3 separate regions of the Sus scrofa genome follow, and regions 2 and 3 are each linked to region 1. Evidence: chromatin contacts called from public Hi-C data. All regions are on one chromosome and are shown on one strand. Each heading gives the region's core, a stretch centred on a gene start, on an enhancer-like site or on the middle of the called end of the contact. The rest is flanking DNA. Distances are from core to core; before and after follow the strand shown. Region 1 holds the start of COL5A1 (collagen, type V, alpha 1). Region 2 overlaps COL5A1 (collagen, type V, alpha 1). Region 3 has its middle 110 kb from the start of RXRA.

Region 1 (4,046 bases), core at 758-3,257:
CGAGCACCGAGGATGATTCCAAGCCAAGCTGGTCCCACCCTGGGGGGGTGAGGGGGTCTGTGAAACCCACCCGGAGAAGTGGCTTCTTCCAGGGCTCGAAACGTCTTTTTGGCAAAAGGAGCAGGTCCAACCCCGCAGCCACGGTCCAGGCAGCTACCTCTGGGCCACCCTCAGGAAGGGAAACTAGAGAGGGGCAGGGGGCAGGGATGGGGAGCCGGGCAAAGAGCCGACCCCAAATCCAGGCGAAGGCAGACTGTGTGTGCTCCCCAGCCAGTGCCCAGCCCCGGCTTTTTGGGGTGGTGATGCCCTGAAAAGATTCCCACCTGACTCCTGGGGCAACGTCCGGCAGAGGAGCTGGGACAGGGCTGTGTCCCTGGACACAAGGTCCCCAACCACAGCCCCCAGCCTGCTCCCCATCACTTTCCTGGAGGCCATTCCTGTCCCCCACCTTCAGTGACCCCAAGAGAAACAGAGAGCCAGTCAGCAGGGGCTCCAGGACACGTTGGTGGCTGCCCAGAGGTAAGATCCCAGGTCCCTGGAGCCAGGCCAGGCAGCCCTCCCCTCCCCAGCCCCTGACTGGCCGGACACCCTGACTCCTGCTCACCCCCTCTGGCCCACAAGCACGCACTGTGCCAGGAAAAAGGGACCGAATATCTTAATTGGCAAGTGGAACATGAGAAGTGATTCTGCCCGCATGTCTTCAAATTACGAAGAGGGGGCGGTGGGGGGGGGGTGGCGGAGGCGGGGGGGCGGGGGGGAAAGCAGTGCCTTCTCCTGGGGGACCTCTGGCTGGTCCAGGGTCCACTGAGCCACTGCCTCATGGCTCTGCCCGCACCTTCCCTGACCCTGCCTGGTGGCCCCGAGATGCCCCATCTGTTACCAGGGCCTCAGGGGACTTTTAGGGCCCTGGGCTCTAGTGACAAGGGTGTGTAAAAACCCAGCCACAGGGAAGCACAAAAGGGGACCCTTAGAAAACCACTGGCCCATCCGGAAGCTGTGCAGGAGGGAGTGGGAGCTGCCAGCATCCAGGCAGGCGCACTGTCAGCCCAGCCCTGGTGGAGACGCCTGCGGGAGACAGCTCCTTCTAAGGGCAGCCCTCCCTTGAGACCCACAGCTATGCACCATCTGAACCCCTCACAGCCAGACTCCAGGACCCTCTCCCGGTGCCGCAGCATGAATCCCGAAACCCGTCTCTGGGCGGCAAACCCAAGAAAGACAGCCCACCGAAAGGTCAAGAAGTGGGATTAGAGCAGGGCTGCTCTACCACCTTCCGGGGCTCCCCAGTACCACTCACTGAGTACTTGGGCGGCAGGGACTGCAAGAAGTCCTGTCCCCTGGGAAAGGGAGAGCCAGCCGGGTCTGGGGGCAGACTGGAGGGTGCTTGGGAGAAGTCAGGCCCTGGAGGCTCAGCTTCTGGGACCTCCCCGCCCCGCCCCCGCCCCGCGGCGGCCCCCATCCCAGGAGGCCCAGGAGAACTGACCCGCGGTGACTCTAGGGGGCGACCCTTCCCGGGTTTCGGGAGAGGAAGTTCCGCAGCGGCGCTGTGTGGGCCAGAGCTGCGAGCTTGCGCTGAGGGACAGAGCACGCAAAGTTTCGCGACAAAAGTTTGTCGGCCTGGTGGACAACCCCTCTGGCTGATCCAACACACAGCCCTCCCGGCCGGCCCGTTCGGCGCCCCGGGAGCATTGTGTCGGCGCGTCTCTCTCTCTCTCCCGGGCCCCCAACTAATGGCATTCGGAGTCTCGGCCCCGTGCATTCCACAGCCAAGCGGGAAGGCGGTGCCGGCGCGGAAGAGGCCGGCGGCGCGCGGGGATGACAGCCGCGCCCGCCCCGCGCCCGCGCCCGCAGCCCCTGCCCCGCGCCCCCCAGCGCGCAGCGCCCTTACCTGCGCGGCTCGGAGGCGGCGCCCACAGCAGCAGCAGCAACAGCAGCAGCGGCGGGGACAGCAGCGGGGCGCCCGGGCGGAGCGGGCTGCGCGCTTTCCAGCGGGTGTGGACATCCATGCCGGCGGGGCGCGGGGCGCGGGTCGGCGCGCGGGGACGCACGGGGCGCGGGGCACGGCCCGGGCAGCGGACTCAGCGGGGCCGGCACAACTTTAGGGAGTCATGGGAGCAGGCGCCCGCCGGATCTCTTTGTGGTGGTGGCTCCCGGGAGGATCGGCTGGCGCGCTCGCCCACGGGCGGGAGGGCTCGACCTCGGCCCCGCGGGGCGCCTGGGACCCCGCGCGGCTCGCTCCCTCTGGCCTCCCCCGCCGCCTCCGCCTCCTGCTCGCCTCCTCCTCGCCGCCGCCGCCGCCGCCGCCGCCCCGCGACTCGCTCCCCGTGGGCGCTCCGCTGGAGTGAGGTCCTGCGCCGGCCGCGGGGACGAGGAGTGCGGACCTCGCCTTGGGCGCCGAGCACTTTTCCCCCTTCTCCCCCCGCCCGCTCTCCGGGAAGACACCCGCGGAGGCCGTCGCTCCCCCGCGCCCGCAGCAAATCAGAGCCCGCGCTGCGCTCGGCCAGGCCGGCCCCCGCCTCCCACTGGGCGCCGCGGGCGAGGGGGCGGGGACAGCCGGCGAGTGGCGGCGGGGAGGGGGCTGGCCCGGGGCGGGAGCCGATTCGGGGCGGGCGCGGCGCCCAAGCCCAGCGCCCACCCAGGACCCGCGCTCTCGCCGCTCCCGGTGCCCGCGCCACGCCGAGCCCCAGAACCAGGGCGGAGGGGCCCCGAATTCCGTCATTGGGGGGTAAAATTAAAAAAAAAAAAAAGTTGCCGCTCACCCCGCCTAACTTTTTCTTTTCCTTAGAGTTCGGAGCTCCTCTTCTGGGTGGAGACTGAACTTCCAGGGCAGCCAGATCGGGGCGCCCAAGACTGTGGCAGACATGTCAGCCTGGACAGCCTCCCGGCCCCCACCTTCCCCACCCCCGCGCCCAAGCTGGGGTCTAGGCTCCTACGAGGTTCCCTAGGGAGCTTGCGCGCCACACGTCCACACGTCCGGGATATTAATCAGGCGCAGTTGGCCGACACCCCTCCCCCCTCCCGGCTCCTGCTGTGGGTGACCCCTCTGCAGCAAAGGGGGAAGCAGAGGACTCCCCCCTTGCGAGGTGACAGCAGGCACCACTGCTGCCACTTCTTTAAGCCTTGGTGAGAGCTCCCTGGAGCAGCAGGCTTGCCAGGCGTCCGTGGTGGGTACCCCCTTCCACCTGGTCCCAGAGGCCCAGAGCCCTGTCCCCACCCCTTCCCCCAAGAGCAGAGCAGGTTTCTAAAGAGGAGTGAAGGTGGGTCATGGGGCTTTGCGAGCCCTAAGCTGTCCTCATGCCCTCTGAACAAACAATTCAGCCAGTGATGCGCGGGCTGGGATCCCCTGCTCCCTGTCTCCAGTTACAGCTCCACACGGGGTGTGAAATTCCCCACATGCCCTTTAATTCCCATCTTCCTGGAAACAGGAGCAGAGGGTGGTGGGTGGGTGGAGGTGAGTTTTGCTGGGGTGGCCATGGGCTGCCCTTTGAGCTGGGCGGTCGGCCTCTGCTCCCCTGAGGCTCAAGCTCCCTACCTGCCCCACGTGATCTTGGAGCTATTAAATATTGCACAGAGAAAGGATGAGACCCCAACGTAAAGAGAAATGTTCTTTCTGGGATTTACAGTTCTTCGTTGTTTTACACCCCGTATAAATCACACGTATGATCGGGGAAGTGGGTGGTGTGTGGGAGTCATGGGCACGCGTGTGTACCTGGGTGAGTTGCGTGTGTTTGTTGGCCTGGAGCTGGTCTTTGCTTTCCGATGCACCTGAACGAGAGAGAAATTCCATCAGACACTGCCCGAGCCCCCGGCACCCCCACCCCGGGGCCTGGAACACCCTCCTCCAGTGGGCAGCCAGCTTCTCCGGGGACAGGGGTACTCCTCCTGTGAAAGTCACGTGTGCCTCTGCGCTGGGCACTCAGCCCTCCCAACACCTGGAACTCGGAACGGGCATCTGAGCTTTGGCTTGGCTTAAACAGCTGCCAGTCAAGCAACTCCCTGTGCCGCCCAGAGAGCTGACCTCACCATAAAGAGGAGGCTTGTGCCACAGG
Region 2 (3,923 bases), core at 541-3,040, 67 kb before region 1:
GAGTGGCTGCGCAGGTGGGAGGGGAAACAGCCCCCCCCCCCCTCCACGGGCCTGGACACCGGCCGCAGCCGTGAGACCCCGTCGGCCACCTCCCAGGACGCGGCCATCTGTTGATGAGGAACTAAGACTTTGAGGACAGCTGGCGACACTCCAGGTTGAGAAATTCCAAGTGTTTACACCATCTCCCCAGGGGGACCAGCCTCGGCCCCGCAGACGCTCCGAGCAGGCTGGGGGCTGGGCGGGAGCAAACGCCAGGACCCGAGGGGGCGGGCAGCGTCCCTAACCACATCCAGATGGCTGGCTTTTCCCCCAGCGAAGACGGAGTGGATTCTAGGGACACGCTGTTTGCATTGGACGGCCTGGGCGTGTTCAGCCCTCACCAGCGGTGCCTGGTGCAGCCGGGCAGCTGGACTCCCTGGGTGCCGCCTCCACCCCCAGCCCCGACCTGGGGTGTCCAGCTGCCATGAGTTTTGCACAGGGTCAGCCCAGACTGGGGGACGTGTGAATGGGAAGCTCAGCCAGACCTAGGTGCTGCCAGGCCTCCCAGAGCTGGGACCCAACCCGGGACCCCACAGAGCCCGGCTCCTGTCTGCCTGGGGCTCCCACTCCTCCTGGACGAGAGGCCCCTTTCACTGTGGCCACGGGGACGCTACGGAGGACACCCAAGTCCACGGCCAGGTCAAGGCCATCTGGGTCGTGCTCCACGCACGGCTGGACCACGGAAGCCACAGCAGGGGTGGCCCACCTCCTGGCATACCCCCAGCCCTGCAAGACGGGAGGGGGTCCTGGGCAGCCCGTCCCTTAGGGGAGGCTCCAACCAGCGCTGGCTGCCTGCCCCTCCCTGGGGTGGCCTTTCTCCCTGCACCTGCACTTGTCAGGATTTTTCATGTCGCTGAGCAAGGGGCCCCCTGGTACCCATGCCCGCCTCCCTTTGGCACCTCTGTCCCTTCCCCAAACCCCATCCTTCAGCCTCAGACAGGCCCTGCATCCCGTGGACCTTCAGGGAGCAGGGAAAGGGGATGTTCTCATCCGAGCAAAAGACGCGTGTGCCCAGTGACCGCAGCCCAGGAGAAAAAGATGAGCCACAGCCCTGAGACAGGCCAGGGGAGTGGGGGGCCGAGCAGGACGGTCATCTAGTCACCCCCCATCTTGTCTGCCATGGCCACGGGCTCTAAGGGAGATAAGGTTCCAAAGAAACCTTCCCAGCCCACTGGAGGGGTGGGGGCCCCTCCATCCCGCCTCCTGGGGGCCCACGATCAGAAGACCCTGGAGCCGCCACGTCACATTCTGGCTCAGCCACTGGGAACCGAGTGCTGGCAGTGGAAGCCGGGGCCCAGCCCAGCCTCGTGACCGGTCGAGGGGCAGGACACTGGCCTCCTCCCTCCGGCTCTTAGAGGACGTGGCAGGGGCGGACCTTGGCAGCCGGCCTCCCCACTCTGGTGTCCAGGGCCGCTTCCCAGCCCACAGCCGTGCCCACCACGAGCAGTCCCAGGGGGCCCGCTCCAGGCGATTAATCGCCTGGCACCTCGCCCACCCCAGTTAGGGCCCTGACCTGGGCAGCCCTCGGGCCACGGGGTGGGCCCTGGAGGGCCCAGCGGGAGCAGCTCCCTGCAGGCAGGGGACGTGCCGACACAGAGGAGGGCCCCGCCAACACCCACGAACCCACTCCTTGCACACGGGACCTCTTGGCTGTGGTCCCAGCGGTCGGAGTCATCAAGGGTCACTAACTTGCCCGTGGCCCATCACCTGGCTCAGTGAAGTGCCGCTCAAGCGCCGTTTGAGCTGACAAGCAGGTTTCCGTTCCCCGTCCGCAGCAGCAACACGGCTGCAGAGCCAGCGCGGAGAGGCGGGTCCGACTACGGCTCTTGCCTCAGACCCGCAGCTCCGGGTCCACGTTCAGCCGGCGGACCCTCCACCCTCCAGGGCCCTGCCTCCCAGAAGCTGAGTCTCTTTTCATCGAGAAGAAATGCATGCACGGTGACGTGCCCAGCTCTTAGGTGGACACGGCACAGGGTCCTGACCCACAGGAACCCGGGCTGCCCAGCCGAGGTCCAGAGCCCTCCCCCTGCTGGGGGGCTTCAGCAGCAGCAGGCGCGTCCTTGCGGTGGCCCTGGGCAGAAAGGGGTCCAGCATCTGGCCATGTCCTGCCCAACCCGCCACGTGCCCCGAGCTGCGACCCCCACCCCCCCGGCCGGTTAAGATAAGAAAGCGCCTTACGGGTTCGATGATGGCGGGCTCTCCTTTTTGTCCTTTCTCGCCCCGCGGTCCTCCCATCTGGAGTTTGAAAGACGTGGCGAGGAGAGGGAGAGAAGGAAGAAGGCGGCAGTTACCCCACGGCCACAGCACCCCAGGGGCCCCGCCCGAGGGCCCGGGAAGGTGCCCTCCGAGGCGCTCACCCCTTCGTAGATGGTGTCCTGGTTGGCGGGCATCCCGGGCCCGATCTCCGACGGGGCGATGGTGGGGTCATAGTACGGGTCGTAGTAGCTCTCGTCCGGGTTCTTGATGGTCTCTTCCGTGAACTCCGTGTCCAAGTCGTCCAGCCCTTCCTCCGGAGGCGGAGCCGGCTGAGGGGGAGGCCGGCAGGCATCAGCGCCAGGTAACGGGGCGGCACAGGCCCCCAGCCCGGGGACTCCCAGGTCACAGGACACGGGGAGCCTGGAGGGGCCCTTGCTGGGGGGCACCTTCCACCTTCTCGTGACAGGGAAACCCACCCCCAAACCCCAAGATGCCTTGGCAAACCAGGGCTGCTGGGGGTGGCCATGCCGTGCCAGGCTGCCCCAGGCTCTTGGGGAAGTCGGGGCCTCCAGGGGCTCCCCCCTAAGCTCGGGGTCTCAGGACAACATGCCCCTAACCCGATGCCCGCTGGCAGAGAGATCCAAGGCCGTGAGAAGCCCTGCGTCTGCTCTGGGGCCACAAGGAATTCAGCATCAGCCATTTGCAAGGCTTCGCTATGTGCCACGGGCTCTGCTCAACTCTCTAATCTGGAGACCTGGCCATGACCCCAAGAGGCAGGCATGTCCCTCGTGTAAAGGGGGAGTCACGGATGTCCAGGGAGATGCCAAGTCAGGGCCGCCTGACGAGAAAGCCCACGGCTGTGCCCAGCACCCCTCGGCCTCGTGTGCCAGCTGCCCGCCCAGAGCCCCAGCCGTGTGCCCATCCAGCCTGCCCTCTCCCAGGCCACAGTGAGGACACCGCGAATGCAGGTCCTCACCCACCTGCACCCAAACCCCAGAGACCTGGGCGAGGCCCACGCCACCCATGTTGCCGGTGACGAACTAACACGAAGATCCCCTGGGCAAGTTCGAGATTCCAAACTCGGGGGCAGCATTTAAGCCAGCCCAGGGCCGAGGGCCGCAGGGCGGGGGCGGGGGCGGGGAGCGGGGTGGGGAGCAGGGTGGCCCCGCCCCCGCCCGGACCCAGTCGCTCAATTACGTTGGAGGCGTTGGAGGTGAGGACGGTGCTGGTGGGGACCTCGGCCCGGGCGCCCTGGTCGGGGTTCTCGTCGGGGCCCTCGAGGCCGTCGCCGTAGTTGAGGTCCTCGTACGGGGGCGGCGTGTAGTAGTCCTCGCTGGGCACGTAGTCGTAGTCCCCGAGGCCGGGGTCCTCCTCCTTCCCGGCCGCCTCGCTGGTGTCGGGCACCGGCGCGCTGGTGGGGGGCTGGGTCTGCTCCTGGAAACCGGCGGACACGCGGCGTCAGGGGGCAGCCGGTGCGCCAGGGACCAGGGCAGGGGTTTCCCCTGCGGCTTGAGAGGCAGGCCGACCCATCGGACAAGCGAACCCCGAGGATCCGGGCACAGGGGCCGCCGGGGTCTGGGGAGTGCTGTGACGCCAAACCCCAGAACGGGGCACTTGAACTGGGTCCAGGCATCTCCAAATTGGTGCGAGAGCCAGACCTTCCAGAGTCTTAGAGCAACGTGGGCTGG
Region 3 (3,871 bases), core at 217-2,716, 120 kb after region 1:
GCCTGGCGCTCCAGCCCCACCCCAGGCCCACGGAACGTCCGGCAAAGAGCATCAGCCCCAGGACAGCGCAGCCCACGGCCAAGGCCCGAGCAGGCAGGGGGAGGGGGACAGAGAGCTCCCTGCTGGGCGAGGGCCAGCGGCTACTTTCCATGGAAAAAATGTCTTCAGACCCCCAGAGCCCCGGAGGCCTCAGCCCACGGTCAAGGCTCTGCTGTAGCCACTGCCGAATCGCTTCCTGGACAGACAGCCCCCCTCGCCCCCAACCCCGTTCTAAGCCAGGCTCCGCCCCCTGCCCCTCGGTCACAGCGAGGGCCGCCTCCAGGCTGAGCCGCACCGCCAGGCACCACGGCCCCCAGCAGACCCCTGGCCCTCTGCTCTGGCCCGGCCCCACTGCGAGCCCCCTGTCCTCCAGGAGGTCGCCGGCCACCTGCACAGTGGAAAGGAGAGCTGCGGCTGGTTTCACGCTGGGCCCTCTGAGCCCATGGGGGGCTTTGCTCAGGGGTGACCCTGGAGGGCGGCCTCTGGCCCTGGCACCAGTCAGCCGCCGATAAACGCCCGTCCACTGGAATGAGACCCCATCTGTGCTCTGTCACTGGGCTCTCTGCTAGGTTTTATTTCAAGAAATGTTCCTGAGACACAACGCTGGCCAGCTGTGCAGACCCCTCCAGAGTGACTCCTCAGGGTTGGCAGGGCTCGTGCGTGACGGGGCTTTAGGAGTGGCTGGCAAGGCCCTTCCTGCCCAGGTAGCCCTGCCTCTAGGGGTGGGAGGGGCCTGAGGCTGTGGTGAACTTGGCCCCGAGGCCTGGGTGTGCGGCGTGTCCATGGGGAGTCCGTGCGGGGGCCACGGGGGGCACGTCAGCTCCTGTCCAGTCTCAGGGCCCCTGGCTCAGGGACAGGCCCCCTGGAGATCCCATCTGGAGGTGCTGGGACAAGCAGGGTCCTGACTCAGGGGCCAGGGACAGGGGTGGGCTACCATCCTCGCTCCCCTCCAGGGCCCACGGTAGCCAGATGCTGGGGACACCGTGAGGGTCCCAGCTCCTGGTCCCCGGCCTCAGGGCAGACAGTGGAAAGAGCTGGAGTCCTGAGGGCTTGAGCCAGCCCCGCGGCCCCAGGGGGCCCTCCCAGACCCGGGGCCTCTCCGTGTGGATGACGAGGCCTGGAGGGAAGCGGAGCAGGCCCAGGAACCCGGCAGTTTCCATCCGGGCCAGCGGGCTCTCGGCGGGGTTGGGAGAGACTGAACTTTTCGGGAGGAGCCTGGTGGGCGGCCCCCTCCTCCCGCCTGGCTCAGGCCGCGGGGCGGAGACCAGATAAGCAGGACTCCCCGTGCCAGGGACCCCGTCCCCCCGCTTCTGCAAAAGACCCCAGGTCTCCAGCTCCCCGGGCTCGAGTCGGCCTGGGACCTGCTTCTTGCAGCAGCGACGTGTGTGCCGGGCCCCAGGCGCTTCAGAGGTTCCCCTGACGTCACCCGCATGGTTTGAATGGGCAGTGACTTCGAAACCCTCAGAGGCATAATTGCAGTTGTCTTTGCAAAGTGAAATCAGATGGTTTTTCCAAACCTCCGGGCCCGGCCCTCCCCCACCCCCGCTCCCACTCTCTTTTTATTCCGCTCCTTGGACCCCGGCCAGATGTTTCCTGCAACAGCAAACCCTCCAGACGTGGACAAAAGGAGAAGCGAGCGCGCAGCTTCCTGCCGGCTCGGGTGGAAGTGGCGACGTGGCAGGGCGGGATGGCGGCCGCTGCTGCAGCCGGGCCCCGGGGCCCGACGCCCGCGGGACGTGGCCGAGGGGCCCCAGGGCCCCAGGAACAGCCCCTCTCCATGGATGCAGGGCCCTGGCCCGGCTGTGGCCCTGGGAAGAGCCAGGCAGAGCTCGAGGGCGGGCCTGGGGCCCCGGCTGAGCCGGGTGGGATCCCTGCTCCGCGCTCACACACGTGGGCCACCCCCACTGGTCACCTCTCCACAGGCGCCCCCAGGCGGGCTTAATCTTGATTCTTTGTAGAAACGCTTTGGACAATTCGTTGTCTAAAGGTTTTTGTGAACACAGCGGCTTCCCGGGCGGTTCCTGCCATCAGCCTGGGCAGCACTCAAGCAGCCTCACCGGAGACCCCAACTGCAGCAAGAGAGACTTCAGTTAGACCAAAGAAGACCGCAGGGGTGGGACCCAGGAGGACCTGGTTACAGACAAGTTGTGAGAATATCCTCCCACCCCTCATCCCTGCAGCACATGAGAGAAGGTTCTGGAAGGCACAGGCACATGCACAACAGCCTCAGAAAACAGTGGTAGGACCAGATAATACCATCCAGTGGCCTGGCCAATCCAGCTAAGATTTATGACCCAGCTATTTGTAGCTAAACCTGTACACCCCACAGTGTTTGTAACTAAAAGATGGCAAAATATTGGCACAGGCTCACGGGCAGAAATAAGAGGATTTAAACCAGCAGTTCTTCAGGGGGCACCTGCTAGGAGTTCCCTGAAAGTCCTTGTTTTCTTCAGACCCTACCTGGGGAACCAGCAATGACATTAGAAAATGTTCTTTTCCCTACTGTGTACCCAGAGAACTCCTATGTACCCTTCAGTGCCCAGCACAAACGCCACCTCCTCCGGGTAGCGTTCCAGCCATTTCCCCCACAGGCTGCTCCCTCCTGTGACTTCCCACAGCACCTTGAACATGGCCTCCCCACCCACCCCCGGCCCCGATCAGCCCACATCTGCTGCCCGCATGCAGCCCCAAAAGAATGTTCTAGACTTTCCCAGTCTCATATGCCAGCCGCTGTCCACATGTGGCTCTTGAGAGTGTGAAACGTGGCTTGTATATGGGGGTGTGCCGTAAGTGTAAAAGATACACCCACTCTCAGACTTGGCCCCCAAAAGGAAAATGCATAATAGCTCATTAATAATGTTTAGATTGCTCGCATATTGAAATAATAATCGTCTGACGTATTGGTTTAAATAAAATATATTATGAAATTCATGTGGCTTTTAATGTGGCGACGAGACAGTTTGCAGTCACACGCAGGCCACATTCCAGCCTCCGGGACAGACTCGGCTCTCCCCAAGCCAACACTAGGCCTGGCCCGTGTGGTTTCCAAGCAGTGTTTGTTGAGTGAATAAGTAAACGTATGGGCACTGGGGCCCTGAGCCTCAGACCCGCCCCAGCGTGAGCCCTGGCCGTCCCGTTGAAATACAGAGGACGGGCGAATTTTCCCGAACACGGCTCTCTGCTCTGGAGTCCACACCCAGCCCTGTGTTGTGTCATCAGCCCCTCTGGGCCCCTGGCCTTGTACTGGGGTCTCAGGGCACCCTGGGGAGAAAGCAGGGCTCCTCCAGGGGAAGACAGGGAGCCCCCAGGAGTGAGAAGCCCAGGGTCAGCCAGTACACCCTTGACCGCTCCTGCAGGCTCATGCGGGCAGCACACACAGCGGGCAGGGTGGGTGCTGCCTTCTGCTCAGGGTGAGCCTGCCAGGCCGAGCTGGAGACAGGAGGCAGGAAGCTATGATGTCCTTCCCCGGTCACTGTGTGGCTGGGCCCCTCCCCTGAGGCCGGCTCTGCCCGTGCTGTCCAGAGGCGTCCCCCACTGCCCCACACCTCAACTCCTCAGTGCTTGGCTGGGACCCATGGCCCTGCCCGCCCCCCTCCACGCGGGCGCTAGATGCCCTGCCAGGGCTCCTGGGGTGTCCTAACCTCCCTTCTCTTAGTCTCGCTCTGAACAGGAAGGTGCCCACCTGGGGCCTCCTGCAGGCTCTGGGGACAACGGGGTGGTCACATCAGGGTCCAGAGGGGTCAAGATGCATAATCACTTCGCACGTGACAAGGTCTGGCCGCCAAGGAGGCTCCCACCAGACCTCCTCCAGGACCCGCTGGGGGCAGACGTC

The links. A called contact is a pair of places that touch in the nucleus more often than the background predicts.
Region 2: a Hi-C map of skeletal muscle shows a contact between it and region 1, with 7 times the contacts expected there. The contact joins the enhancer-like site here to the promoter of COL5A1 in region 1. A contact is called at or near these places in 6 of 47 Hi-C or Micro-C datasets (embryonic fibroblasts, heart right ventricle, retroperitoneal adipose tissue and 2 more) and 1 of 2 datasets of contacts at active chromatin or transcription factors (skeletal muscle).
Region 3: a contact with region 1 is called in a Hi-C map of fetal skeletal muscle, with 3 times the contacts expected there. The contact joins the enhancer-like site here to the promoter of COL5A1 in region 1. A contact is called at or near these places in 1 of 5 promoter capture datasets (fetal skeletal muscle), 12 of 47 Hi-C or Micro-C datasets (alveolar macrophages, embryonic fibroblasts, fetal heart ventricle and 7 more) and 1 of 2 datasets of contacts at active chromatin or transcription factors (skeletal muscle).

The regions. Positions count from the first base shown.
Region 1 is chr1:273,932,180-273,936,225 of Sscrofa11.1, reverse strand. It overlaps COL5A1 (collagen, type V, alpha 1), which reads right to left and starts at 2,007. Exons shown (of 69, transcript NM_001014971.1): 1 at 1,886-2,007. The coding sequence starts at 2,003.
Region 2 is chr1:273,999,403-274,003,325 of Sscrofa11.1, reverse strand. It overlaps COL5A1 (collagen, type V, alpha 1), which reads right to left. Exons shown (of 69, transcript NM_001014971.1): 7 at 3,433-3,669; 8 at 2,397-2,564; 9 at 2,218-2,274. Among named protein-coding and RNA genes, the nearest start is that of COL5A1, 67 kb to the right of the region's middle. Within about 2 kb of position 1,790, at least 24 of the 83 cell types and tissues checked have an H3K27ac peak or open chromatin away from gene starts, as enhancers often do. A contact at or near this core is called in retroperitoneal adipose tissue, skeletal muscle and subcutaneous adipose tissue, where this site is marked.
Region 3 is chr1:273,807,881-273,811,751 of Sscrofa11.1, reverse strand. No RefSeq gene overlaps it. Among named protein-coding and RNA genes, the nearest start is that of RXRA, 110 kb to the right of the region's middle. Within about 2 kb of position 1,466, at least 29 of the 83 cell types and tissues checked have an H3K27ac peak or open chromatin away from gene starts, as enhancers often do. A contact at or near this core is called in alveolar macrophages, fetal skeletal muscle, mesenteric adipose tissue and 4 more, where this site is marked.